2 separate regions of the Sus scrofa genome follow, and region 1 is linked to region 2. A link is a contact called in public HiChIP or PLAC-seq data. All regions are on one chromosome and are shown on one strand. The core of a region is the stretch at or near the end of the contact, and the rest is flanking DNA. Distances in the headings are between cores, read along the strand shown. Region 1 has its middle 44 kb from the start of RAB38. Region 2 overlaps FZD4 (frizzled-4).

The links. HiChIP or PLAC-seq counts read pairs in DNA pulled down with a chosen protein or histone mark.
Region 1: an H3K27ac HiChIP or PLAC-seq map of alveolar macrophages shows a contact between it and region 2. The contact joins two enhancer-like sites. A contact is called at or near these places in 2 of 2 datasets of contacts at active chromatin or transcription factors (alveolar macrophages and skeletal muscle).

The regions. Positions count from the first base shown.
Region 1 is chr9:21,682,489-21,686,566 of Sscrofa11.1, forward strand. No RefSeq gene overlaps it. Among named protein-coding and RNA genes, the nearest start is that of RAB38, 44 kb to the left of the region's middle. Within about 2 kb of position 1,758, at least 20 of the 83 cell types and tissues checked have an H3K27ac peak or open chromatin away from gene starts, as enhancers often do. A contact at or near this core is called in alveolar macrophages, where this site is marked.
Region 2 is chr9:20,711,962-20,716,071 of Sscrofa11.1, forward strand. It overlaps FZD4 (frizzled-4), which reads right to left. Exons shown (of 3, transcript XM_005667210.3): 3 at 3,034-4,110. Among named protein-coding and RNA genes, the nearest start is that of FZD4, 7.4 kb to the right of the region's middle. Within about 2 kb of position 2,345, at least 28 of the 83 cell types and tissues checked have an H3K27ac peak or open chromatin away from gene starts, as enhancers often do. A contact at or near this core is called in alveolar macrophages, where this site is marked.

The DNA of each region.
Region 1 (4,078 bases), core at 508-3,007, 970 kb after region 2:
CAACTACGTTTATGAGAGATATTAACTTGTAATATTTCTTTCTTATAATGTCTGTATCAGGTTTTGTTATCAAGATTACACTGGCTAGTAAAATTGGAAGTGTTCCCTCTTTTTCTGTCCTCTAAAAGTTTAGCAGAGTTAGTGTTATTTTTTCCTTAAATGTTTGTAATAAGTTACCACTAAATTTATCTGTGCCTAGAGTTTCCTTTGTGGGAAGCTTTTTATTTTCAGATACTTTTTTTTTTTTTTTTTACTGGATATGGGACTATTCAATTTTTATAGTGCATCATGAGTATGTTACAATAAATTGTGTTTTAAAGTAACATTAATTTTATCAAAATTTCACTATTTATTAGCAAATGTCTTTCATTATTTCTATCATTTTAATTTCTCTCATATCTAATAATAATGTCCTCACTTTCATTCCTGATATTACTTGTGCTCATGTTTAATCTTCCTAACAATTGATGTAGTGAGTATTATTATTTTCTCACATCTTGCAAAGGAGTAACAAAACTCCAAGAGCTAAAATGTTGCTCAAGTTTACTTAGCTAGAAAGCACAGAGCTAGGACTCAAAGCAAGTTCTGTAGCCTCAAAAGCCCATATTCTTTACAAACAAGTCATACTTGCTTCATGGTACATTGTAGTCATGGCTGTGCTGACTTTTTAGTGCTTTCAGGGAAGAAAAATGAATACTGGGGCTAAGCTTTTGTCTGAGAAAATAACAGGAACAGGAAAAAGATAAATGGACTTTCCTCACTCTCTAAACACTCAGACACATTTGACATTGGTACTGTGAATCATTTTCCACTTAACGAGTGGCGTTATATGCTCTTCAGTTTCTCTGAAGAGCTCCTCCCCATCCTATTAGAAAATGCTGAATTATCTTTTAAGTACCAGCTTCTATTCTGTGAAGAATTCCTGCTATTCTGTTCTTCTACAGTATTCTGTGTCTTCGATTCCACGGATTCCTTGACTCTCCCAACAAAATAGATATCTCTGTTGTATTACCACTGAAGTTATTGAAGAAAGTTCTATCATAGCTCATATATTTACAGATAATATTCTCAACATGCCTATAAACATCTGCCTCACCTACTAAATTATCAGTCTCTTGAGGATAATGGGAACTACGTCTCCTGCATCCACTCTGTGTCCTGTGTTCAGCTTAATCACGAAGCAGGTACACAGTGAAACATCTTCATTATTTTATAGGACTAATTATTTTTACATGCTTTTCCCCATCTCCCCTAAGAACTTATCCCTCAAGGAATCTACCACAGTAGAATTTTGCTTGGCATGTACTAACCGTGTTCTCTACATATGGAATTTCTCAAAAGTCAGAATAGTTTAAACTACTTAGCTTATTTGAGGCTCCAGCTCTAATTATTTTAAGTGACAATATCTATACATGGCTACAAAACCTGAAGTACATTTTAAATGTTTACATTTAATTAATTCATGCTTAAAACATACACATTCACAGACTCAATAGCTATCTGTATTATTTCAGAGATAGTACCCAAGTCTGAATTTGATCTAAATTTAAGGTTTTACTAAATATGACACTCAAAACAAGTATTTTTCCTGGTCCCCTTCTTTTTGCCACTCCTCTCTATTCTCCCTTGTTCTACAGTTTATGAACGTACTAGGTCATGAGCAAACCAAAACTATCTGAGGCGCCTCACTCAAGGCCTAAGAAACCCAGGGAGAATTTAGAGCTGCAGTATGGGACAGAGCCACTAGGTGGAGCTCCATAAAATCTATGGTCATCTCCTGCCCATGAATCACTTTAGACCATGGGATGCTGATGCTGGAAAGGACCTGGAAAGCAAGGAACTAATCCCTTCAGTTTCACAGAGGGGAAATCTGGGGGCCCATCAGGGAAAGAACTAACCCAGGTCACACACTGAATTAGTAAAGCCAAGCAGGACCCTGTGGAGCTATTCCAGGTACAAAAGATTTTCTGTGCTCCCTGTCTCCTGTTTGTAGAAAAGCTGTAGTCTCCTAGGCCTCCTCTGAGTCACCAAAGATCAGGCTCAAGCAGTTAAAGATTAGTACAGCAGAAGTACAGCTGCTGAGTCACAGAATCTTTAGTTCCTCCCTGAAAGACATAGATAACAGTGTCCAGTGCACTTTCCTGAGTTGTTTTGCAGATACTATAATAACCACCATCAGAGGGAAAAAGCTAACTATATGATAACCAGACGGTAGCCAGGACATAAGCTGCTGAATCTTGAGCAGTGCTGACTCTATGGCTTGCACAATTCCAGGAACCGGCCTCAAGGAAATGGGAATAAACAGACCCTGAAGTTGCAGATTAGCTATGTTTAAAACAATCTTAAGATAACACTGACCAGAGCACGACATGACTAGTTCCAAGATGACTGTCAGATTTCTGACTGTTCTATTCTGAACATCGCGTCTGTCTGCGCACCCCTGAAACCTTCCACTTTTCCCCTGTAACTCCCTTTTCCCTCTAACTGGCAAGGGGAAAATGGTTTGGGGAATGATAGTCCACTATCTCCCCAGGTTGCCAGCTTCCCAATTAAAGCATCTTTCTTTTCCCACCAACCCTTGTTTCTCAAATATTGACTTCTGAGCCATGAGTAGCTGAACTTGAGCTCGGTTCTGGCTCCAGCTGGTAACATTAGTAGTAAACACAAAATCAGCGCCCAGAGTCTGCATGGCTGCACCTTTGCATTTTCTGCAGTAATTATTTTGCCACTAGAGTTGTGAATGGAAAAGGTGTACAGCTTAAATAAAAACAGGATACATGACTAATCAATCTCCTCATGGTGAAGCAAAACAGTATTGGCATAACATTAATTAACTTGTGTTCTGGAGTCACATACTGTTAGCCAAAGAAAGTGAGCTTCATGGCCAGTGCCTGCAACAGTGTGCATTTGAATGAAGGTATCTCAGCTTCTTTCTACTGGATAATCAAAGAAGCCTTATATCACTGTTCTGCTTCATTTATAGAAAGGAGTTTGGGCAGAAGGAGTGGAAAGGACTAGTTTTTCCACTGACAAACTCTGTGGTATCAAAAGAAAGTTTCCTGCCCATTGTTTCCATGGGAGAAATGGTGGAGTCTGCTTTGCCTAATGAGCAGAGGCAGAACAAGGAGTTATGGGGATTTGGAATAAGGTAATTATAGGACAAAACTGATCATGACAGGTTATCATTGGTAACTTCCATGCGCCTTCGGTCCTATCAGGTCCCCTTTCCCACAGTTGTCCTCATTCTACCACATCTCTGTCTCAGAAGGGAATGTGACAAATAAACCAGTTAGATCTCAGAGTGCTCTAAGAACCAGAAACACAACGGATACAGATGATTGTGGTATTAGGGAAAATATGATTCAAATGTCTAGCAAAATCTCTGGCATATACACAGCAGTGTTTTTTAAAAAAATGCCTTCAGAGTTCTCACTGTGGCATATTGGGTTAAGAATCCAAATGCAGCGGCTCAGGTTACTGCGGAGGCACAGGTTAGATCCCTGGCCTGGCACAGTAACTTAAAGGACCCAGCACTGCTGCAGCTGCGTTCTGTGGCTTGGATTCAATCCCTGGAAACTTCATAAGCCGCGGGTGCAGCTTTAAAAAAAAAAAAAAAAAAAAAAAAAGAAAGAAAGAAAAGAAAAGAAAAAAAAAAGCTGCTATTTTTGTGTCATTTCATTCTTCTCAGATATGTTTATATTTAAAGAAAAACTAAAGTGAGAATATTTCTTTATCTCCATAAAGGGAGAGATCTGGTCCTCTGACAAGAGAGTTTTTGGGTCAGTTAAATATTTACACATAATGTGTAATAGCTACTCTAATTAGAGGTGTTCCATTCATAAGGATTAATTAGGCTTCTGGTATCTTCATTTTTTAAATTTGTAAATTGAAAGTACAAAGTAAAGTGGCTTAAAAAAAAAGAAACTTCCTTAACATTTACAGAGAGGATAATGTGCAAAGCAGGTTGGTGCTCTCATACTTTGATAGAGTCATTCCATGTTGCTGAAAGCATTTGAGAAACATTTTTGTAATCTAGTTAAATTAAAATGGAGACAATAATAAAGCACTTACTTATTCC
Region 2 (4,110 bases), core at 1,095-3,594:
ACAGCCATACCCTCTGGGTCGTCGGCAGGCATCTCAGAGCAGTCACTCCCCTCCCCTCTGTGTCTGTGTGGTCCGTAATGTTGCTTGCTCTCATGATAATGTCCTGATAATGACCTTGAGCCTACCTTGTCTGATGCCTTTTCTGGCTATGGGGACACAGGCCACCCAACTTATAAAACTAGATGGAGAAGTCATTTTCCTGGCTGACTGATGTGACATATTCCCATGTCTATGACACTATTGTGACACAATAAACTATTGTGTAAATAGAAAAAAAAATTTTTTTTTAATGAAAATCTGAAGTTAAAAAAAAGCTCTCTGTCCCCTTTTCAAGAGGCCTGAAGCTCTCCCAGATATAGCGGACCTTTCCTCAGGCTGCCAGATGAAGTCAAAGGGACTTGGAAGGTGTGTAAAAATGACCACACATCTTGGAAATGCCCAAAAGGGGTGTCACGGGATGACAGCTTGAGCACTGTGGTTACAGCCAAAGTGTCACGTGACCACTCGAGCGTTTCTGATGACCACAGTAGTGATAAATTCTGTTGACCTTGGACCTCGGGGGTTTACTGACCCAGGAGAAATCCCCGCAGGGAAAAATAGCAGCAGCAAAAAAAAAAAAAAAAAAAAAAAAAAAAAAAAAAAATTTAAAAAAAGGACAAAGAGGCTCTCAGGAAGAGGCTCACTTCTCTGCTTCTCACTGCTTCCCAAGGGCTTTCAGATACCTGTAGGAACAGGCCATGTCACACACCAGCTAACAAACAAAACTTTATTTTCCTTTAATACAAAAATTAAATAGCCAAGATTTTTGTTTTTTGTACAGTGATAAATTAGAAATTTACAGTACAGACATCAACGCAGACACACGTTTGTACATCCTCAAAAGCAGGGTCCATCGCCTCTGTCGGTCAGCAATTCGTTCAGGGCATGGAGTAGGGGTTTGCCTGGTACCTCTATGTCGAAATCCGGAAGTCCCCCAGGTTGGCCTCGAGGTGGCTGGCGCTGTGGCTGGCACGGGGCCCAAGAAAGGCCCAGAGAGCATGTGCTTGTCTGCGGCATCAGCAGGCCATATTTCATCTTTGCATAGACCACACTTGACCTTTCTTCTGCCTTTTCTACAAAGAGCTCCAGGGGCCTTTGTCCTCATCCCTTCTAAAGTCTCACAACATCCCTGTGAGGTAGGAAAAGATTCGGGACCGCCTAGATGCCCCCTTGGGAGAGGCCTGGGAAGCAGCCTCCCCCTCCCAAAGCCCATGGCAGCACACCTGGGAGAGCAGAGGGACCCAGCCTCCAGGGCCAGAGCACTCATCCTCCCCTCAGAAGCCTTCTGGGATGACAGTGGTCATGCACTGAATATTGCAGGCGATGGGGGAGCCATAGAAGCTTGGAGGACACAGCTCACCTAGGACCCCAAGCAGGCCTCTACAAGTCGCCTGGGTGAACACCGGGAATTTGCTGGTGCAAGGAAGGGAAGCAAGGCCAATCAGAAATAGAAACAAGCAAGTGGGTTTATCAAGGAGAAGAGGCCCATTGGGGGGATCCAGGGTTCATCTCCCTCCTGGAAATGCCCCATGTATCATCACCGCACATGAGCAGGGCAAGAGGCAGCAGCAAAGAGCTCTGCCCAGGCCACAGTGAAACAAAATCCATTATTTAAGGCTGTGGTATCTGATCCTTGGTAGGAGCAAAATGCTCTCCTAGGAGTTTCCAAGATCTACAGCCTCAGCCCAAGAAGAAAAATGAGAACCCAGGTCCTTTGCCAGATATAATACAAACCCAGACGGGGACTCTGAACCCAAATACAATAAAGGAACAGAAAGAACCTTTGGAGTCCGATGACTTGATATAATTGGCTGGAAGAGCAACCCTTCCGGATCCCCTCCATCTCAGAATGAAATTCAGGCTGTAGATGGGTCCTGAATGCTTCTTGCAGAGCCTGCGCCTCTTCCCCAACTGCGGTTGTGGCCACCTCGCCAGAAGCCGAAGATTGCACCATCCTGGCAAAATCCCCTTAAACTGAGGCTGCCGAGTTCCTCTTTACACACTCAGGTTCCGACACTGAATTTAGTGACCAGGAAGCTGAGGGGCGGGGTGGGGGGTGGGCAGAGAGCACCAAGCCTGGGGTGCTAATAAAGGCACAATTCGGAATCCAGATACAGAAGTTTCCCAGGTTCCAGGTTTGGGGGGTGCAGGTGAGAGGGATGTGGGGGCGGGGAAAGCAAAGTCAGAGAGCGTCTCAGGGAAATGAAAAGTGTCACCCCTCCACCGGTTCAGGTCTCTGAGTAAGCTGCCAGCTCAGAAGCCGTCTCAGAGATCAGGAAACGGGTCTCCAGAGAGGAAAAAGGATATGAATCAACCGAGTAGCTCCACCAGGCGGCTTTGGCCAGTTCCACCCTCCCCATGTTCCTCTGCCCTGAGGTGTGGCCTTTATGAAGGAGGAGAAAGGAGTTTTTCAGAGAGGAGGCTGGACAGAGGAGCCCCTGGGCCCTGCTGAGGCCAGGGGATTTAATAGGAAGCTACGGTCATACCTATTTATCCCAGATTTCAGAGAAAGAGAAAGAACCCTAACCTTTTCCCCAGCAAGAAGCTGTCCTCAGATTCACCGGGTATGAGTCACTGGAAGACCTCCAGCCCTCAAGTGCCTGTCCCTGAGGTCACATGAGATGCAGGAGCTCATGTCCTTATGGCCCCTGTTCATGGTCTTCCTAGGAGATTTCCACGCCGATTGTCATGAAACAGAGCTGATGCTTTCCAGCAAAACCCCTGTAAATCAATTTGCAAGGAATCCTGGGAAGGGATGAGTGACGTGTGAAAGGGAGAAAGACCCAGAAAGAGGGTTCTGGGACGGAGACGGAGAAACAGGCGGCGGTGCGATGCAGAGGCCCCGCTCCTCCCGAAAGACCCAGGCGCGTCCCCATCCAGCTCAGTCAGGAGAACAGCGCTTACCCGCCCCACCGACAACCCCTAAGGTGCTTAACACAGGGCTTTACGTGCAGTTGGCACTTGATAAATGTGCTGATAATTCTGAGAAGTCGCTTTTTTTTTTTTTTTTTAACAGATACCAACTTAAGAGGTGACGGAGTCACTTCAAGGGAACTGGTAACTGACGCCTCAGCCACAAAGCTCCTTTCCTGAAACCGTTAACACTCTCCAGGGTCTGGAATGTGAAAGGAACAGCCGATAACCCTGTGACATCGCCAAGGCTACGCATCCAGTCTGCACCCATGGCCACTTCCGAGCAAACATACTTCCCCTGAGAAGGCGAGAGATGTACGGAAAGGACATGTTGCAACACAGCAAGCTCCAGAACTCAGGCGTCCGGGTCCACCCAAGAACTCATCATTACTAGTAGAGCACCCGTTCTGTGCCTGGCCCGCTGCTAGGTGCTGCCTTGGTCACACAGTCACGGAAACATTCCAAGAACTGCATCACGAAGCCCTACACGCCAACAGCCAGGCCAGCACCCAGCTGCCTGGTCCTCCTTCCCCTTTCCTGGGCCGGAGTCGCCGCACAACTCCCAAGACACTGGAGCGGAGCGTGAGTAAGGGCAGGCTCTGCCCCTGGGTGCAGGCTCCGGGGCCCTGGCCAGCTATGGGAACCGTCTCCAGGCAGCACAGGCCGGTCACATGCTACATTTCATAGGCGACCTGGTCTCTGATGGAGTTCAACTGGTCCTTCTGGAGATCGCTTCTCATGTTCCTGGAGCCCTGCCCCAGAGTCCAGCCAGGCTCAGCACACACAGCAGGGGCCACCCGTGCTCACTTAAGTGTCTGCACCTGAAGCCCCCAAGACTGGCCCTTCCAAAGCACGCAACACACCTCACCTGCACCTTCATCTCAGCTCGAGAAGCCAGCCCAAACAGAGAAGAGAAGGAGGCAAATGTTCCACCGGGGGCGCAAGGCCCAAACACACCAAAAAAACCCCATGCTCATTTCTAGAACTGGAACTCCTATTTGGGATTTGGGGTCCCTGGAAATACTTTTCCACAAAGAAATTTGGTAAGAGCGCTTTCCTACCTGTTTTAGAGCAGAGGGAAGGGCATGAATAAATAAATGAGTGAGTCATCGCAGAGGAGTTGCTGAAGCAAAGACAGGTATGAACTTCAAGGACAGC